Regions from separate parts of the Mus musculus genome. Here all the other regions are linked to region 3. The links are chromatin contacts, called in public HiChIP or PLAC-seq and promoter capture Hi-C maps. All regions are on one chromosome and are shown on one strand. The core of a region is the stretch at or near the end of the contact, and the rest is flanking DNA. Distances in the headings are between cores, read along the strand shown.

Region 1 (2,700 bases), core at 165-2,664, 990 kb after region 3:
AGATGTCCTCACATCTGATGTCCTGAGAGGATGGAAAGATGTAGTTGTGTAAACTTGGATGAAGGAAGATTCAGCTGGAGCCAGGACGTACAGATGCCCACCATCCATCTTGAGATGCCTGAGATTTCATTGTGGACAGAGTGTGTTCTAAGTGAAATTCGAAAGTCATCTACCTGCAGCTGTGTTTAAAGCCCAGAAGCACTCGCAGGCCAGCAAAATGCAGATGCAACGCAAAACCTAGCCAGTCAGCTAATAGACCCTGGAGGACTGGAACACAGAATGCACTCACTAAAGGAGATGAGGCAGTCACAAGGAAATGATAGAAATCGAGGAGACAGAAAGCAAGAGAGGGACTGTCAGATCCTGAGCGGGATTCCTCCATGAAGCAGAGGAGGCGACAATACCTGATGTCAATGAAGAGGCCAGGAGAGCTGGGTAGTCACAGAAGGGCCAAAAGATAACATGAGAGAGGTGGAGGCCAGGGCCCAAGGCAGGGGCCAATGCTCTCCAAATCTGACCTGGCTTCCATGTCCTTCTCTGCCTCCCTGCCTTCTCTCCCAGGTCCCTGCAGTGTGGGTGTTCAGACACACGTGTTCCCTTCCTGTGACTGAGGAAGAAGATGGGTGGAGCAATGCCCTCTGCTGGAGCGATGCCTCATACTGCGTGGACAGATGTGTGTGGGTGACCTAGCTGCCTGCCTTTTGTTCTCCGGTCTCTCACCCTGTTATTTCTTCAACTCCCAACCACCGCACAGTTTTTTGTACTCATGCGGCATTCTTAACCTCTGACTTGAGTTTTGAGTGGTGTGGAAAACAAAGGAAGAAGTGGGAGGTGGTGATGGTCTGTGACATCACGGCCTCATTCTGATCTCACAATCTCATAGTTACAGGACATTTCCTCTACCCTCCCTGCCTGGTATTTGAAAAACTGAAATCACCTCTACTTAGTGGGTTGGAGAATGAAAATGAGATGGAGTTGCTTTGTAAAGTGTCCGGCCTGTTCTGCGTGTGCCAGGAAAGGTTGTTCCTAGCTGGGCATGGTGGTGCACGCCTTTAATCCCAGCACTTGGGAGGCAGAGGCAGGTGGATTTCTGAGTTCGAGGCCAGCATGGTCTACAGAGTGAGTGCCAGGACAGCCAGGGCTACCCCCCCCCCAAAAAAAAAAAAAAAAAAAAAAAAAAAGAAAGGTTGTTCCTCTAAGACAGGTCTCGTCCCTGACAATGGCCTTGCTGGAACTTCCTTGCTTTTAGGGGCAGAGAATGGGTCTTCCTGTAATGATTCATGGTGTGATAACCTAATGTGTGAAGAAGGGCAAGCTTGGAGTGCTGTGACAGATTCAAATGATGACACTCAATGCTCAGTGAATGAAGACACAGATGGGGGTGGGGGTGGGGAAGTGGGGGCGGGGGCGTGTTGTAAGAAAGCCTCAAAGTGCAGCAGGCTTGGTTTCTGTCGAAGCTGCCTGAATGGTGTGTGCAGGTGGGTTTGCTCTTTGCTCCTGTACTTCCTTTAGAAAACAAAACAAAACAAAAATTTTCTTATCTATCTATATCTATCTATCTATGTTTCAAGACAGGGTTTCTGGGTGTAGCATTGGCTGTCCTAGAACTAGCTCTGTAGACCAGGTTGGCCTCAAACTCACCCACCTGCGTCTGCTGGGATTAAAGGCATACACCATCACCCCCCAGCTAAAAACCCTGTATCTTGCTTTTTTTTTTTTAAGTATCTTTAGTTCCAAATTTCCTTAGTTTTCCCAGCATCCACCCCCCACTCCCACCCACCCCCTTGTGAGTGTTTTAATGATTATGCATGAACCCTCCTACTTCATGGGCTCCCCCTCTGTGATGGTTTGTATATTCTTGGACCAGGGAGTGGCACCATTTGGAGGTGTGGCCTTGTTGGAATAGGTGTGACCTGGTTGGAGTATGTGTGCCACTGTGGGTGTGGGCTTAAGACTCTCACCCCAGTTGCCTGGGAAGTCAGTCTTCCACTAGCAGCCTTTGGATGAAGATGTAGAACTCTCAGCTCTGCCTGCGCCATGCCTGACTGGATACTGCCATGCTTCCACCTTGATGATAATGGACTGAACATCTGAACCTGTAAGCCAGCCCCAATTAAATGTTGGTTTTTTGACTTGCCTTGGTCATGGTGTCTGTTCACAGCAGTAAAACCCTAACTAAGACACCCTCCTTTCTTCCTTTCTTTCTCTAGAGCTTTCTACATTGTATAGAGGTGTTCCTCTCTGCCTGTGTGCGTTCCGTGAGTGCTCAGGGAAAATCTGGGCACCACATAAGTCGGAGGATATGCTACCAAGATCAAGGTTGTGTTGTTTCTCACCCAGAAGCCTTAACCGTGTGCTTGGGGTGGGCTTCCTCCCAGAAGTGATTGTGAGGATGTAGAGACCAGTTCACCCAGGCAAGGTAGCTGTAATCCCAGCATTCAGGCGGCTGGGACAAGAGGACTCTGAGTCTGAGACCAGCCTGAATTACAGACTTAGTTCCATATTAGCCCCAGCTACAAATCAAAACCTGCCTCAGAAATCTGCTGGCCTCTGAACTCGCCCCAGAAAATGTGGGGATGTGGAGAGGGGAGCTCAACTTTGGTATGAGTTACCTAGATAAAAACTGGTATAAAGGACTGATTCAGAGTCTGTCAAACGGACCAGGACAATGGCGGGAGGGCGGAAAGAAAGAGAGAGATC
Region 2 (2,700 bases), core at 6-2,505, 740 kb before region 3:
TTGTTGGCTTACATCTTACATCTCTTTACTGTAGGTTCAGTGGGGGTTGAGTGGGGACAAAGTCATTCCTATGTATTTAATGTTACTTTACCTGCAACTTATGTTTTTGTTTCACGATAAACATCCCTTTTCGTTTTACTGTAATAAAATTGCCTTCAGATTGGCTACCTGCAATGGTGTGATTGCATCTAACACAGTATTTCTAGACTCTAGTCTCTAAAAAAAATTAAATATACATAAAGTCCTACCTCCATGATTTAGCCTAAGTAAGTAAATTAGCTTTATGGATACTCACTGCAGTGCTTGATGTGGTAGTAAAAAACATTCCAACAACCAAGCATAGCTTAAATAAACATACTTTTACAATTCAATATCTACTAATGAGAAAATTTACATAGAAACAAGCTTAAATAGCAGTACTCCAGAAAACACAAGGCTATTTGGTCAAGGTCACTGGACGAAGCTAACTCTTCTTTTTGAAGCACACATTTCCTGGTGACTTGAGAGCATGGCATGAAACCTTTCCTTAAGCGTCCTAATGTCCACTCTCCCCTTCTTCCTCAGTAACAGGATCGGATTTGTGATGGGAGGTGTTTCTCCTGTTTATGCTGTAACTAGGGATCACATTAGGGCTTAAGTAAAAGAAATATAAAAGTGGTTTTAGGAGAAACTTCCGGGAGGCTTCTTTGAGGCACTGATGACAAGAGTGAGGAAAGGAAGCAGACATTAAGCTACTTCCTGTACTAAGATCTCCTAATAAACAAACAAAAATTAGTTACTAAAACCTTCAAAGATCTGGCTAATTCTAATTGGAGAAGAAAAAAGAGGGCCGAGGGAGTACGTATGCCGATTTTCCTTTGAATAAACTTACTTTGCAAAGGTTGATAAGGTTACAAAAAATCGCTCGCGGTAGTGACCTCTTTTCGGGTTTTCCGCGACAATCCGCAAATCGAGACCATTCCTTTCGTAGACCATTCCGTCGCGCCGATGCCGGCCCTTGTCCCATTCCCAAATTTGTCTAGGGTTTGCAGGGTTTCCAGGATACCTCGTGTATCTGAGGATCTGCATTAACTTAAATTTTGGCCCCAGATGTCAGTTAGGAATTTGAGAACAGAGCCCGGCTGGCGGAATTCTCTCAGGCCACCAATCCTGGGCGCAGGGCAGGGCGGAGCTGGTCCCTCCCTGTTACGTAGCCAGTAGTCGGGACCAGACGAGGGAGGGGCGTGGCATACCTGCTATCAACCTTGTGATTGGCATTCCGTCTCCAGTGGCCGCGGCTGTCAGCTGCCCAGAAGCCTGGGCGAGTGAGGACCTACAAAGTTTGTCCGCTCCGGGGCGCCATACCGGCTCGGGTCCGGGCCAGCCGGGCTGGGCTGGGCTGAGCCCAGGAGACCCCGATGGCCGCAGTGTTCCTGGTAACGCTCTATGAATACTCGCCGCTCTTCTACATAGCGGTGGTCTTCACCTGCTTCATCGTCACCACCGGCCTGGTATTAGGATGGTGAGTGTCCAGGGCTGGGAGTGGAGGGCGCGGGGACCGCCGGCCCGGTGTGGGGTCCGCGCAGAGGGTTCGGGTGACTCCGGGAGAGCGGTCACCGCCACCGAACACACTCGGCCCAGGCCAGGCTGCTGCCCCCGTGGGATGGGACCGCAGGGGAGAACTTGGTCCTGGTGCGGGGGTCAGAGTGCGTGTCCCGAAGGCTTTGTCCCGGGCCCCGGCCTACTTTGTGCCTAGCGGGGACCGGTCACCGGCCCCGCAGGCGCGCAGACCTGACCCAAAGGAGCTTGGCTGTTTATGACCCGAACTGACCCTTGCTTGGTCCCAGATCTTTCAGAGGAACTTTTACCCGAATTCTGTATCTACCGATTGCTAATTGAATGGCTTCTTGATGCAGTCTATTTTTTTGGAAGTGATCTTTAGTTAATAAGACGTTTTTAGAAAGGAGCGAGATTTTAGGAATAAGTTATTCTGTGGGGTGGAGGCATTTTGCTTCTAGGAGAGTTACATAACCCAGGAACAATTCTTTCAGTGTTGAGTCTCCGGTATCCCTCTTGAGGAGATGCAGTTTTATCATGTTTAGGCTTATAAAACACAGCTGGTTGAAACCACGGGACTAGCCTACAGCGGTTGCTCTCTAGACTGCAGCTTTCATAGCCCCTTGAAAAGATGGTGAACCCAAATGTATTGAACAGTGGCTCTAAATGAGCAAGAACCATGGCTGGAAGTGGACCGTACAGAAAAGGACATGAGCTGTTACAGTTGGGGAACGAGTTCTCTGAAAACTATGTGAGAACGGGAATGCATTTGCAAGAAGAACAAAGCAAACAGGTTTGAGACTGAAGCGGGCTTTGTAAATCAAGCTCAAAAATACCACTTGATTACATATTCATCGTTACTTTAAAGACTTTAACAGGTCCCGGTCCGTTTCTGATAATAGGATCTCCTTTTGGAAAAAAAGAACATGTTAATATTTCCACTTGACCCCGAGTTACAGCGTAAAACTCCCATGTTGTGGACAAGATAAGATGAAGTCCAGTCTTAAGTTGTTTTCTCTTTAAGACAGGTGGTTTCCCTGTAGCATAGTATGATTGCAGTCCTGTTTCAGCATCCCAAGTGCTGGGAATATAGGGGTGTGCCACCATACGTGGATCACTCCGTGTTATTTACTATTAACCTTTCAGGTTTTAATTGCTGTCATT
Region 3 (2,700 bases), core at 61-2,560:
GAAAAAGAAATGAGCCCCATTCACAGGAATAATGGGGATTAAAACACCCCCAAAATTTACATGTTACATAGCCTTGCAGTTAAATGCACCCGTATATGGATCCAGGATGTCTGGGTTTTAACTGTTTGGGGCCTTGGAACAAGGCATTTACTACGTACAAGTCTCCTCAAGTAATCGGCTGGCAATAACTTGCATGGGTTGTTGTAAAAAAATAAATGCTTCAAATTTAGGACTAAAAAATTGTTTTATCTGGACATAATAGCACACACACTTTTCCCAGCGCTCAGGAAGCAGAGGCAGAAGGATCTCTCCGAGTTCCAGGCAAGTCTTATTTATATAGTGAGTTCCAGGCCACCCAGAGAGAGCTACATAGTGAGACACTGTCTCAAACAAACATACTAAAAAGTTACCTATTTCGTTATTGTTGAAACAAACGTTAGGAGTAAAAGATTCTTCAGCTAAGCATTCAGTTTTCTAATATCTTAATTCAAAAGAAAGACAAAATATTTCCTTAAACGCAGTTCTTTTAACTAAGGACTTGCAACTCAAAAACACAGTCCAGTATCCCCAGTGACAAAATCAACTTTGGGATTACAGAAGGAAGTAACCTAGTCCTGGTCCTCGTTCACAAAGAGCTGTATCCACCTGTGACACAGACAACCAAGGTTCAAGCCCTCCTAACCAATTTAGTTCTCTGCGGATTCCTTCTGTAAAATGTATTTATGTCTGAAGACGGGAAAAGGTAAAACTACGCTTCTGAATGGGAGAACTAAGACTCCTCTACACAGACTTCTCCAGAAGGACTGTATTTCCTTTCCCCAAGTACCCAAGAGGACCCTAGAGAAACTCTGGTGGGTGGTGGGGAACAGCAACCTACGTTCACCTAGCACCCACCCCCACCCTGCCACTGGCAACAAAGCGCCAGCGCAAAGCAGCTCCATTCTCTTTTCCACACTCGCAGGGCTCCTGGGCCCGGCCTAGGGTGTCCAGCCTCCAGCCTCTGGTGGCTGGGCCAGAGGAATCAGAGAAGCAGAAACAATAGGGCCGTGGCGGCCGCCGTACCTCTCCCGGTCGCGGCCGTCGAAATAGACGAAATCACCGCTCTGGACGCACTTGGCGCAAGTCAACCGCCGGCGAGTGGTGTTGCACAGAGGACACCGCTCAACAGCCACGTAAAGGCCCTCGGCGTCGTCCACCGAGTCCACCAGGTCCCGTGCTAGCGCCCGCGGCCCAAAACCAGGAGCCTCGGGCGTCCAAGATCCCTTCCCACTGGGAGACGCCATGATGATCTGAGCTCAGGGCCAGTCACGTGGGATTTTGTTTTTATCCAGGTGCATCCTGGGCTCGGAGGCGGGGCCTGAAGGCCGGGGCGGGAAAGGGGGCGGTCCAGAGGTTGGGGCTGGAGCTCAGAGGCGGAGAATCTAGGAACCAGGGATCTTCTTGTCCTACTTCCCACACTCCTTGGCGGCTGCGCAGTTCAACCCTTGGAGTGGCGCCAAACGAAGCCTCTACGTTATGCAAAATACAGTAATAAGTGCCCAAGCATTCTCAGTGAAGGTGCGGGAACAGAACAAGGGATTTCATTTCATTCATTAAGGTTACTTTTAGGTTTTGGGCTAAAACTGCAAGGAGCAAGGTTGGGAGAGAGTTGGATCTCAAACTAACTGAAGTTTGACTCACCTTCCTTCTTAAAAGCTGTGGAATTTGAAGAAAATCTTTTAACGCCTCTGCCCGACTTTGTCTTGGTTGGGGATATACTTGCTATACCTCCATAACCAGAGAGGGTTGAGCAAAAACCTCCCATAGCAGGCTAACACTCCCGACATCAGTAAAAACAAACAAACAAACAAACAAACAAACTGAAGATGTAAATCAAAGATAAATGTGGGGTTTTTTTCTTTTCTTTTCTTTTTTTTTTTTTTTTTTGAGACAGGATAGCCCTGGCTGTCCTGGAACTCACTCTGTAGACCAGGCTGACCTCGAACTCAGAAATCTGCCTGCCTCTGCCTCCCAAGTGCTGGGCGCACGCCCGGCGATAAATGTTTTTGAAATCAGCTTTTAATGGATAGTGCTTCTACGTAGCCTCCATTTCCCTCGAGTTCCAGTCCTCCTGTGGCAGCCTCGTGAGCTAACAGATTTCAAGCGTGTAATCACAGAAATCTAGCTGTAAGCACAGCCAGAAAACTGAGTTCTATTGGCTTCTGTCCTTCCCTCTCCTCTGGGTCATGTTCTAAGAGAATTTGAACTCGATAGTTAGGATTTCCTCCTAAGATTCTTCAGAAAGGATTTTCTCTTAGCGCGGGTCGCTTGCGTGTAGCAGCAGCCGCTCCGGTCACCGTCACGAGGGGCGGGCAGCGGCGGGGTCGACAGCTAGTGGGGTGCAGCGCTCGCCAGTGGTCGCGATGAGTTTACCCCTCAATCCCAAGACTTCTCTCAATGGACTGACAGGAAAGCCAGTGATGGTGAAACTTAAGTGGGGCATGGAGTACCTGGTCTCCATGGATGGCTACATGAACATGCAGCTTGCAAATACAGAAGAGTACATAGATGGGGAGCTGTCTGAACATCTAGGTGAAGTTCTAAAAAGGTGTAATAATGTCCTCTACATCAGAGGCATTGAAGAAGAAGAGGAAGATGGGGAAATGAGAGAGTAGCATCTTGGAGGATTTTATATATATTCTATACAATAAAGATTTGGGT
Region 4 (2,700 bases), core at 36-2,535, 810 kb before region 3:
CTCAGATATTTAGAAAAACACTATTGTGAATATTAGGGGATGTAATTTACATTTAAGTTGGTAGACTTTGGGTAAAGCAGATTGTCTTCCAAGTTGGAAGCCTGGATATTACAAAAGCTAAGATTCTCTTAACACAAGGAGGATTCTTTAGCTTATGGTTTTCACAGTTAATTTACAGCACAGACTCTTCCTGGCCCCCACAACACTCTGCCTTTGAACTTGAACTTTGATCTGATCTTCTGAGTCAACAGCCACTAACCTCTCACTAGATTTTGAACTCACCAGCATTCCGAAGTCATTTCTTTTACACACACACACACACACACACACACACACACACACACACACACACAACTTCTATTTCTCCGAAGGATCGTGACTAATGCTATTTCTAAGTCAAATCGTGCTGTCTTCTTTCCCTAACTACTAGCCCTGTGCCCACTGACTTTGACATAAGGGTAAAAGAGGAAACTTCTGCTTTTCTCAAATTCCATGATACTATTGCTCCAGGTGACTTTCTTTCCCAAAGCCAGCTAAATGAAGACTGAAAATGGAAGGTGGGGGGGGGGGGGCAGGGGAGTTAATGGAGAGAAGATTCACCAATAAAGAGCGTGTCCTCTCAGAGAGGACCCTAGTTCAGTTCCTTGCGCCCATGTAGCAGGCTCAGAACAGTCTTATATTGGCGCTGATTAAGCCTGACAAGGTCGACCCCACCCCCAACCCCCATATCATTTTATCTCCTTTTCATACAATATTAGCACATTCCTACTTGGTGAACAGGAAGACTGATCTACACATTAACTTATGTACATCCTGGAACATCCAGAACATACAGAACATCCAATGTCAAGTATGCCTATGCTCTTTATTTAGTATTCTCCAAAGTATCTACATGACTAGATATGACAGCAATGTCAGTTTTCCCAGGGACACCTCCTATGCAAGGCTCTCCTCCACCAATTACCACGCCCTGAAAGTTAAAACAATTTAAAAGAAAATGCTCCCTATCCTGGTATCATTCAGAAATTAAGTCCAGAAAGTCTCCAAAGCGCTGGACTTGTGAGGAACCACTTCGCCTCGCTCCGCCTCTCGCCACGTCCACGCCCTCAACTGGCGGAGGGGCGGAGCCCTCCAAGCCAATCCCCTTTCTTCCGGGCCCTCCTTCCGCGCGTCTTTCAAAGACTTCCTCTGAACCAATGAGTAGTCAGAGGCTGAGCAAGGCCCCGGAGTAAGAAACAGAGCGAGGATATGATTGGTTTCTGGAACGCCCCGCGCCACCTCCTACGTGGGCGGACCAATGGACTGACGGGGGCGGGCTCTTCGCGGGCGGTGTCCTAAAGGCTGCGAGGGCGGCGGCACTGGTTACGGCGAGTGGCGACCCGCGATGAAGCCGGTGAGTGGGGCTGTCCGGGACCCGAAGGATCCTCGCCACGGGGCCAGACGCTGGACCGCCTCGGCTGCGTTGCTGGGCGGCCAGCGGTGCGATTCGCACAGTAACCGCCCTGCGCGTCGGGGAGGCTGAGTGGCAGATCTGTGGCACTGCGGTTCGCTGCCCACCTGAGGGGCCTCACGACGACCCTGCCAGAGAGGGCCAAGCCATTCAGCTTGACAGCTCAGATGCAGAGGCTGTCACGGCCGGGGTTGTGGGTGGCTTGATGCCTCAGATGCAGAGGCTGTAACGACCCCGTTTGTGAGTGACATCACGATAGCCACCCTCCCTCAGAAAGCTCAGGGCACTGCGTCTTGTTTCCTGCAGGTCAGAATCCCTGGGCCTGAGGAAGGCAGGGACGTCTAAGCCTGTTAGCATTTATCCACAGCAGGCTGAGAGGGGTGGAGTGAAAAGTCACACAAGCTTAAAATCTGGTTTTATAGGAGAAAGAAAAGGGGTCTTAGCCATGACTTGGAAGCCCCACCTGACATATCGTTTCTACCTCATAGCTGACACTCCACTTAAAGGCTTCATTTGGGTTCCGTTGTGTTTTATACCAAAGAGCAATCCAAAGAAACCGCAATCTATAATTTCAGCCAGTTATCACCTGTTCCTCCAGCAAGACCTTTCTAGAAGAGCTTGAAAGCCAAGCAGTCAGGTGGTTACTCTTGCAAGTCTTGTGTCCACTGTGTCAGCTGCCTACCGACTGCATTGTTGCCAGAGGAAGAGTGAGCTATCTGACCTCTGGTATAGAGGAACTGAACACACGTAGAGCTCGCTATTTCCTCCTCTCTTGAGATCTACCTCCTCTGGCAAGCACAAGTGAGTCCTCTGTAGTCCACTGCTGCCTGGGAAGGGGTAGATCTGGATGGATGTGGGAATCACACAGCCGCAGTCTACTTTCTCCTTTTGACATTCTTTAAAACTAATATTTTTGTATACACGTGTTGTTCAAATGTCTGATCTCAGATGGTTCCAATTAGGGAGTGGAAAGGGTTTTTTGTTTGTTTGTTTGTTTGTTTTTGTTTTTGTTTTAGAAAGGGGATGAGCAGTGTCCACTGGCTTTGTCTCTTCTGGGTCATCTCTACTGAATACACAATCCTCCACCCTTCCACCCATATTGTGTTTTCTTTTGAGCCAGCCTGGCCATGTATACCACTGCTCTAGAACTTGTGCCTCAGTCTCCCCAATGCTGACATCAAAGCTTTGCACCATCATACCTGCCTTAGCTCTTGAATTTTCACACTGACTGCTTTAACTTCCTAGTCTAC
Region 5 (2,700 bases), core at 81-2,580, 550 kb after region 3:
AAAGGGCTGCTGGTTAAACCTTTACATTTTCATAACAGAGAAAAGTACAGAGGATTTGTACAATAAGCCGGATAGCTAGTTGTCTTTAGTCTAAGAATAGACTTTCTGTAATTAGCGGAAATAAGGTAATCGTCTAATAAAGTTTATTTTTGGCTCATCAATAGTGTGGCTTTTGTTATTCTGGAGTAATTTATCTCCAAAGCCTCAATTAAAAGAAGAAAAGCCAGTTACTAACTGAAGTAAAATTACAGAAAGCATCATGTCACTACAGTAATAGCCTGTCAGAGAGCGATACATGCACGGCGCTGAGCAGTAGAATGGAAGGTTACTCATGCAATTATTTCTTTTTTAACTCCTTACTTAGAGTCATAGCCTAAACGTGTGTGTATGTGTGTGTGTGTGTGTGTGTGTGTGTGTGTGTGTGTGCGCGCGCGCGCGCGCGCGGGCACACACACACACACACTCTCGATGTTTATACATTGGGTAGCTTTTGCAGTATTTATTTCTTTAAATATTTAACAGTCTGGAAAGGCAGTGACAGGCAATAATATGTAGCGTCTCTAGCATGTTGCAAGGGCTTAATAAATGCTAGAATAATAAATTCCTCTATGATGAAAAACAGCAGTCAGTAAAACTATCACAGCCTACAATATTTTAAAGACACAGCACCATAAGAAAGCATAAAATACAAACAGTGCCTTGATTAATCCATGGAAATAAAGGAACATTTGTCTTCATTTAAAAAAAAAAAATCCACCTAGGTAATTTCCTTTTAAATTCCCCAGGGGGTTGAAAGAAGGGACAGAGATGTGAATAAGGGATTAAAAGTAACTTTTAACTTTTCTTTTTCCCCTTTCCCTCTCCTCCCTCCATCTCTCTCTCTCTTTTCTCACCCCCCCCCCACGTTCTTTCTCCTTTCTCTTGATACATGAAATGGTGGGGAGCCCTTCAATTAGCGCCCCCCCCATGGGCAGATTCTTTCTCTTTTTAAGCCCCCCTCTCAAGGGCTTGGCTTTGAAAGCAGACACCCCCAGATCAGTGCGCTCAGCATGGTGAGCTCGGAGGTGGGGGGTGGGCAGTATGCTTGGCTTTCACGCAAGCGGGGTCCGGATCCCCGGGCTGAGGACGAAGACCCCCACGCTCCAACTTTTCGGAGGAAGAGAGGAGAAAAACAGAGCTGCCCCTTTAAGGGCTTGCCTTCCCCTTTACTCTATGTTTACATAACACGGGGCGCTCGCGGGCCGCGGGGGCTGGCGGGCGGGCGGGCGGGGGCCGCGGGAGCGCGGAGACGCGGGCGGCGGCGCGGCCGTCCCACCTGCCCAGCCCGCTCAGCCCCCCGGCGGCGCGCGCTCCTCCTCCCGCGGGGCTCTGGTCGCCGCTCGCTTTCCGTGCCGGGTCCCGCTCGTAGCGGCCAACGTACGGATAGCTCCGGGGAAGCCGGCGGGCGACGCGCACAGCCACGACGGAGCAGCCGCGGGACTGGCCGCCCAGCGCCCCGTTCGCCGCCGTGCCGTTCCCCGGCGCGCTCACCCCGTTTTCGGGATGGGAGTGTAGTGGCGGCGCGGACTCGGCGGGGATCGCGGCGGAGGCGGCAGCGGCGGCGGCCGAGCGCGGCTCCATGTTTTCCCCGGGCCAGGAGGAACCCAGCGCCCCCAACAAGGAGCCGGTGAAATACGGGGAGCTGGTGGTCCTGGGGTGAGTTGGGGACGCGGGCGGCGGGGCGTCGCGGAGGGAGAGGGATGCGCTCCTGAGGGCCCGGGTCCCCGGGGTGCTCGTTGCCGCGGCCCGGAGGGCGCTCCTGCACCACGCGGGGTCGCTCGGTGAAGCCCGGAGCCAGTGGCTACTGGGGACTTCTCTTTCCCGACGACCGCGAACGCGGAGCCCTGTCTCCGAGCCCAGAGCCCAGTCCGCGGGGGTTACGCATTGTTCCAGTCTGTGACCCGGGCCGCTGGTTGGCCTCCGCTTTTTGCGCCGGGAGTGAGCTCGGCCGAGGGCCTGGACCGGGTCCTGGTTTTCCCGGGTCCTCTCAACAACGGTTCCCGGATCTCCCGGGTTTCCATTCTCGAGTCTCCGCACCCCTTGATCTCCTTACCCCTCGGGCTCCTGCACCCCTCGGGCCCCGGCCTTGCCGATGCCCTGCCAGCGGCGGGGAGCTCGCCACCCTGCCCTCCTCGGCTCCCACTCCGCTGGTGAAAATCACATTTTGAAGATAGTAATTATCTACAATCGTTAAAACGGCAGCAATTAGAGACTTCATCTACTTCCTGAGTTTCCGTGTGACATTTTCTATTGTTTACCCTTAATAAACCAGGAGGGAGGCTTCGCAGGATTAAAGCAGGGTAAAGTGGGCAATGAAAAGGGTGTGGGTGGGGGGAGGTGGAAAGTGCAGGAAACTCTTGGAGCTGGAGCAACTTGGGTAGTGCTGCAGGGAAAGGATTGGTTTCCCTTTGGATGTGCCGCTCCAGGGAACCCGCGCTTTTGTCCTCTGTTGAAAGATCTGTATTCAGACCCACGCGGGTGTTGATGGGTGGGCTTAGAGGCACGCGAGGAAGCCCCCCTCCTCACCCCTAAGCAGAGGCTCTGGGAACTTTGAGAAACGTGTTTTGATTACTACCTTGAAGTAAGTGCCGACTTAATTTTTTTTTAAAGACTCATCTAAAGTTTCCTAGCCTTCAGTTTGTTGCAAGCCTTTCTGTGTGT
Region 6 (2,700 bases), core at 10-2,509, 910 kb after region 3:
TACAGTTTTGTTGGTCTGTTTTCACTTTCCAGCAGATTTTGGAAATGTTTCTCTGCTGTAGTTCCTTTTCTCACAACTAGTTGAGCATGTTTCCTTTGATGTGTGACTCAGGCGTTTACAGCAGTGCCTTCTGTTCTCCTGTGGAGAAGTAGAGAAGGGGGAGTGGGAAGAGCCGGCTCCTCTGTAGACAGCCTTTGTCAGTGGCTCTGAGCTTTCCCGGCCTTCTGCTTCTTCCCAATGGAGAAAGACTCACTGCCCGCTCTTTACTGCCTACCGGGATTACTGTTCTATTTTCCCTCTGCGAGTCCCACATGAACGCCAAAGAATTTTCCAGAGTAACCTAGACCATACACCCAGCTTGCTTAGGTTGTGCATAAAAGTCATCTGTTGGGGAACTTCTATTAGATATGAGCTGCCAGGTGTTATATGTAGAAAAAAAGGTGACACAGGAGATGAACACTCACACCCACACCTGAACTGTGGATCATGCAGGTTGGAGACAGAACCCTCACACACGGAGCGAGATAATTTCTGCACTTAACTTGTTTCAGGTTGGTGGGTTGTTGTAAAGGAGATGCATAATTAACTTACAAGAAAAGCCTTCGAAACGATGGAACGTAATCACCTACCCTTTTCCAGTCAAGCAAAATAGGTCCTTCCCCCATGCATATCTGTAAATTGCAATTCTGTGTAGGGAAATTACTGAATCTAACCTTAGGCAATGGACATCTTTTAGAGTTTACATTTAAGCAGCAGATCTCTAGGAATTAATTCTGAGACTGACTTCATTTCTTTAGAAGAAACAGACCTCACACCAGAATCCAATTTTCATGTGTGTTTGTAAATGAGGAAGGCAGCTTCTCATAGCGGCCGGTGTCTCCATTAGTAAAATGCTCATTGTATGGCTGTGGTAATTACCGCATCGCATTTTCTCCAGGAAAACTGCCAGTAGGGAGAGTGAATTTTCCATCGTGTGTAGACCTATTTCTTTTCATAGAAATTAGTGTGCTGATTTTAGGACTCGGCCCTTGAAACTGCTTGTTGCTAATGGAAGAATTTAGCTCAGTTATACAGAATACGAAGAATACACTTCTTAAACGTTTTCCAAAACAAATAATATAGAAAAGAAAGAACCTGCTTAAGGAAGAAGAAAACACAGAAGGAATGACAAATCCTTCTCTTGGCCCTTTGTCCCTTCATAGCTGGATCTTCAGAAGAGAGTTTCATTTTTATTTCAGTTGCTAAATCTCCAGTGACAACCGAAACTGACCAAAGTTCAAAACCACTTCTCACCTGAGCCATTAGGAAGCTCTTACACGCTACCCTGTGTCGGTCCTAATCACGTGCTGAGAGCCAAATACGGTCAGAGAATGTCTTAGAACCATTGGACTTTTTCAGTGATGATTCTCAGCCCACTTCAACATTTGAAGGAAGAAAAATAATTTTAAAAAAATGACCATAGTCCTTAGAGAATCTCCATGTATAATTGAATGTATTACTGGTAAAATAATTTGTTTGAAGTTTACTGAACTTCTTTCATGCCAACAATAATGTACTTTGTTTTGTTTTTCAGTTCACAGGTAATAAATATGAAGACCGAACTTTCATTCAATATCCAAGCTCTTGCAGTTTGGGCAAATATATGTTTAGCTAGAAAGTGAGTGATACCCCCTTTGTTGCTACATTTCCCATGTTCTCTGTCGAATATGTGTTTTATATATCACTATAGAGTGCTGCCAGCATTGCCTTAGAGTGAGAATAAATGACCCCTATATTTTCTTTTCTCTCTTTCTTTGTTTCTCTCTCTCTCTCTCTCTTTCTTTCTTTCAACAGGGTTTCTCTATATAGCCCTGGCTATCCTGGAACTCACTTTGTAGACCAGGCTGGCCTCGAACTCAGAAATCTGCCTGCCTTTGCCTCTCAAGTGCTGGGATTAAAGGCGTGTGCCACCACGCCCGGCTCCCTGATCTTTTCTATTAAGACTATAGATACAGATTATAGATACAGCTGTGTGTATATATATATATATATATATATATATATATATATATATGTATATATATATATATATATATATATACTGTTTCTTGATGTCTTATTTGGTCTTATGATTACAAGTAAGTGACTTAAAAGATTTGAGCATCTCAAACCCTGGATTTGATCCATCCCTCTGCCCATAGCTGATACTAGTGTTGACTTTCAAAAGAAGCCTGCAGCTATATAATCCCTCCAATAAGTTTTAAAAAGAAAAAGCTTTCTTTTCAGGCATGGCACATGCCTGTAAGTCCAGTATATGGGCTGAGGCAGAACCACCATGAGTTTGAGGCCAGCTCACATAATAAAACCCTGTTTATTTTTTATTCATTTACTTTCTGTTCAGTTGAATGTATTTTTCATAAATTCATATATATATACATATATGTATGTATACATATATATGTATGTATATATGTAGATATATGGTTTGATTTGCTTAACAGTTAACATTATAAAACAATTGTAACATTTTCCCATATTAAAGAAAAAACAAAAAACAAAAACCCCTTAGGTTGTTTTAAATGTCTGTATAATATATTCCATTTTGTAATCATGGGGAGAATTAATTTATGTATCACTTGTGGTGCTGAGGAATGAACCCAGGGCCCTGTACATGCATAGCAAGTGTTCCTCCACCGGGCTGAGCTGTGTCTGCAGATGTAC
Region 7 (2,747 bases), core at 10-2,509, 940 kb after region 3:
CTCCAGCAAGCCAACATCTTCTTCTGCCTTCTACAGCCACCTGCACGCCTATGTACATACTCCCACACACAATTAAATATAAGTATTTTACATTACTGGATTATCTATATTAGATAGCCTATTGTTTATAGTTCAGGTGCAAGAAGAGCGATCACGTTAACAGGCTCTAGGAAAGGTTTGGAGCCGGTGAGAAACACCACCACAGTGCTGACCACAGCAGAGCTTGCTGACTCACCAGTATTCATCAGAGAAGCTGGAATATTACAGCTAGCTGGCTGTGGTGGCACATGCCTAAAGTCCCAGCACCCAGGAGGCAGAGTCACCAGGATCTGAGTTCAAGACCAATCTGATCTACATAGTGAGACCCTTTCTCAAAAAAATAAAAAAATTACATTTTCTTCAGATAGCCACGTGCACACACACACACACACACACACACACACACACACACACACACACACATTGTTCCTTAGCACCATTCTCTCTAAACAGATACTTGATAAGAAATTTTAACTATAATTTTTTAAAATTTTATTATACATTTTTATTATAAAACTCTGCCTAGCAGTTGTTTGGCTGGAATTCTTCAAGCAGCCCATAGCCCAGCAGGGGTTAAGTGAAGCCCTGTGCCTCAGGAACAGCTGCCCACTGCCTGCAGCCTCTTCCCCTCTGTCCTCTGCCCCTTGAGGCAGCTACTAAAATGCAAAGCTTTGGTGTGGCTATCATCAATGCATCCAGAGCCAGCCTCTTCTAGTGCTTATAACACTATAAAGCAGGCATTGTGTGTCATGCTGTAATGTAAGCGACGAAGGAAACTGTTTTTCTTTTAACTACAGATTTGGTCCATCTTCTTGGGAATCGGTGGCCAATGAGGAGATGTGGCAAGCAAGGTGAGTGATCTACATTTTATTATTTGCAGCCTGTTTTTTAATATGTGAAGGAATAGCCCATGGTACTTTTTGTTCTGGGACTGTGGATGAGTGGGAATAAAAATAACTTCAGAACAGCTATTTGGTTCAAGACATTGTATTACTATGCATGTGTAATACATAGTAATATTAATAATCTTCATAATAACCTGTGAAGCTCTGTTATCTCCATTTTATAAAAGAGCGAGGCAGACAGATTTCCAAGGGCCCGTAATGACAGTGATGGAGTCCAGAGCTCAGTGTAACCCCGAGGCATCCTGACTCCTGGGCTCTGTTCTGTAATTAGGCAATACAGCCATGGCTCCATTCGTGCTATGCCAGTTTGTCATTAACACACTCAGCTAATGCTTACAGAGGCCAGGCGGTGTGCCAGGCCAGAAGCTACACAGGACGGTGACAGTCCCTGCCCTCATGGAGCACAGTTTGTCACAGCAGACTACATGAAAAGACATCACCCGCTACTCACAGAGACTGCTCACAGAGAGAGGCACGCTGTTCCAGATGGATCACTTCTTGGTGGCACTGCTGCTTTTTCTTGGTCTCTGTCATTATTTTTGAATAATCAACCAACAGGAGCCGGCAAGATGGCTTCGAGGGTAAAGGCACTTGCTGCCAAGCCCAGTGACTTGAGTTGATCCTTGGAACCCACAGGTTCCATAAATTGTCCTCTAGTTACCATATTTAAGATACAGCTTGCAGACTCACACAGATGCAAAATAAATAAATGTAAAAAAATTAAAGTAAAATAAAACCAACACAAATCAAACTTTGGCCATTCATGCAAAACTCCTAGGCAATATAGAACAGGGTCTCTCACACATATGGAGTTCTTCCTTCTGCAAAAATATGTTGATGCCCAATCTATGCCAGAGATTATGTTCTGAGGATAGAGTTAGGATATAAATCATATATATATATATATATATGGATTTATTAAGAATTGCCAAGAAATATAGCTCCTTGGACAAGCAAGATGGCTCAACAGGTAAAGGTGCACTTGGCTCCAAATGTGTCAGCCTGAGTTCAAACCTCACTACTACATGGTAGCCAGAGAAAACTGATTCCTGCAAGTTGTCCTATGACTTCTACATTGTAGCATGTATAGCCCTGTGCCCCGCCCCCACACACACCCAAAATAAATAAATAAGAAAAAAAAAGTAATAAAAATCTTTTTAAAGAAAGAAACATAACTCCAATATAAAGATTGCAAAATATCTGTAGTGTAATTTGTATCAGAGAGCTTTTTGAAAAAGTTAGAAAGTGGCATAAAGTTGCCAGTCTAGTTACAGGGGCAAACAGATGCACTGAGGATCTGATCAAAAATTCTCTGCACAGTTGTTCATTGTGATTGAATCTGGGAAAGCAGAGTGACTTCATGTGAAAGAGGGAAGCAGGACACTACCTGCGCAGGCGCTGATTTAACTGGTGTGCCGAATACCATTTGGATGTTTGGGTGCTCAGAATGTCTACCCAGTTTTTTATAGAACTGGTTGCCCATGACATAGCTGCCACCGGTGACAGGTACCTTCAGGGATGTACTGGCAAGCCCAGCAATGCTCCCTGTCTCAGACTGCTCTTCCATAACAGCAACGGGCACCTTCAGGGAACCACACAGTGATGAGCCTTTTCCCAAAACATTTTAGTGTTGAGCATGAGTGCCGCTGTGTCCTAGGGGGCTTTTGGATCCTGTTGGTTCAGAGTAAATTTCCATGAACATGAGAGAATGAAGAATGCACACACAAAAATTTGTCCATTCCCCATCTTGATGTTTCTAATGAGGGTTCTTCCTCCACCCACAGAATGAAGACTCCATTCTTC

The links. Promoter capture Hi-C pulls out the DNA fragments that hold promoters and counts their contacts. HiChIP or PLAC-seq counts read pairs in DNA pulled down with a chosen protein or histone mark. Capture Hi-C pulls out chosen DNA fragments and counts their contacts.
Region 1: a contact with region 3 is called in an H3K27ac HiChIP or PLAC-seq map of embryonic stem cells, with 2.1 times the contacts expected there. The contact joins the promoter of 4930572G02Rik here to the promoter of Atg14 in region 3. A contact is called at or near these places in 2 of 39 promoter capture datasets (hippocampal neurons and stem cell-derived epiblast-like cells) and 1 of 115 datasets of contacts at active chromatin or transcription factors (embryonic stem cells).
Region 2: an H3K27ac HiChIP or PLAC-seq map of thymic regulatory T cells shows a contact between it and region 3, with 5 times the contacts expected there. The contact joins the promoter of Cgrrf1 here to the promoter of Atg14 in region 3. A contact is called at or near these places in 1 of 39 promoter capture datasets (pre-B cells), 1 of 484 Hi-C or Micro-C datasets (forebrain) and 1 of 115 datasets of contacts at active chromatin or transcription factors (thymic regulatory T cells).
Region 4: a promoter capture Hi-C map of liver shows a contact between it and region 3, with 4 times the contacts expected there. The contact joins the promoter of Cdkn3 here to the promoter of Atg14 in region 3. A contact is called at or near these places in 2 of 39 promoter capture datasets (hematopoietic stem and progenitor cells and neutrophils) and 1 of 9 other capture datasets (liver).
Region 5: a promoter capture Hi-C map of hippocampal neurons shows a contact between it and region 3, with 2.0 times the contacts expected there. The contact joins the promoter of Peli2 here to the promoter of Atg14 in region 3. A contact is called at or near these places in 5 of 39 promoter capture datasets (the 3T3-L1 cell line, hippocampal neurons, liver and 1 more), 4 of 484 Hi-C or Micro-C datasets (cerebral cortex, embryonic fibroblasts, liver and 1 more), 9 of 115 datasets of contacts at active chromatin or transcription factors (acute myeloid leukemia, bone marrow-derived macrophages, embryonic forebrain and 3 more) and 1 of 9 other capture datasets (adipose tissue).
Region 6: a promoter capture Hi-C map of liver shows a contact between it and region 3, with 2.3 times the contacts expected there. The contact joins the enhancer-like site here to the promoter of Atg14 in region 3. A contact is called at or near these places in 6 of 39 promoter capture datasets (cranial neural crest, hippocampal neurons, liver and 2 more), 4 of 115 datasets of contacts at active chromatin or transcription factors (the 230-238 cell line, bone marrow-derived macrophages, large pre-B cells and 1 more) and 1 of 9 other capture datasets (adipose tissue).
Region 7: a promoter capture Hi-C map of liver shows a contact between it and region 3, with 2.8 times the contacts expected there. The contact joins the enhancer-like site here to the promoter of Atg14 in region 3. A contact is called at or near these places in 3 of 39 promoter capture datasets (hippocampal neurons, liver and stem cell-derived epiblast-like cells), 2 of 115 datasets of contacts at active chromatin or transcription factors (bone marrow-derived macrophages and microglia) and 1 of 9 other capture datasets (embryonic stem cells).

Annotation. Positions count from the first base shown.
Region 1 is chr14:48,559,380-48,562,079 of GRCm38.p6, forward strand. 4930572G02Rik (a long non-coding RNA gene) reads left to right here and starts at 1,415. Exons shown (of 3, transcript XR_874606.2): 1 at 1,415-1,478. It also overlaps a transcript of Tmem260 not described here.
Region 2 is chr14:46,830,879-46,833,578 of GRCm38.p6, forward strand. It overlaps Cgrrf1 (cell growth regulator with ring finger domain 1), which reads left to right and starts at 1,256. Exons shown (of 6, transcript NM_026832.4): 1 at 1,256-1,501. The coding sequence starts at 1,398.
Region 3 is chr14:47,567,124-47,569,823 of GRCm38.p6, forward strand. It overlaps Atg14 (autophagy related 14), which reads right to left and starts at 1,311. Exons shown (of 10, transcript NM_172599.4): 1 at 1,063-1,311. The coding sequence starts at 1,283. It also overlaps the pseudogene Gm6616.
Region 4 is chr14:46,759,256-46,761,955 of GRCm38.p6, forward strand. It overlaps Cdkn3 (cyclin-dependent kinase inhibitor 3), which reads left to right and starts at 1,286. Exons shown (of 8, transcript NM_001360041.1): 1 at 1,286-1,393. The coding sequence starts at 1,385.
Region 5 is chr14:48,119,539-48,122,238 of GRCm38.p6, forward strand. Peli2 (pellino 2) reads left to right here and starts at 1,331. Exons shown (of 6, transcript NM_033602.2): 1 at 1,331-1,695. The coding sequence starts at 1,619.
Region 6 is chr14:48,481,677-48,484,376 of GRCm38.p6, forward strand. Tmem260 (transmembrane protein 260) reads left to right here. Exons shown (of 16, transcript NM_172600.4): 8 at 1,574-1,657. Among named protein-coding and RNA genes, the nearest start is that of Tmem260, 37 kb to the left of the region's middle. Within about 2 kb of position 1,260, at least 11 of the 459 cell types and tissues checked have an H3K27ac peak or open chromatin away from gene starts, as enhancers often do. A contact at or near this core is called in liver, where this site is marked.
Region 7 is chr14:48,506,307-48,509,053 of GRCm38.p6, forward strand. Tmem260 (transmembrane protein 260) reads left to right here. Exons shown (of 16, transcript NM_172600.4): 14 at 837-890; 15 at 2,729-2,747. Among named protein-coding and RNA genes, the nearest start is that of 4930572G02Rik, 53 kb to the right of the region's middle. Within about 2 kb of position 1,260, at least 5 of the 459 cell types and tissues checked have an H3K27ac peak or open chromatin away from gene starts, as enhancers often do. A contact at or near this core is called in liver, where this site is marked.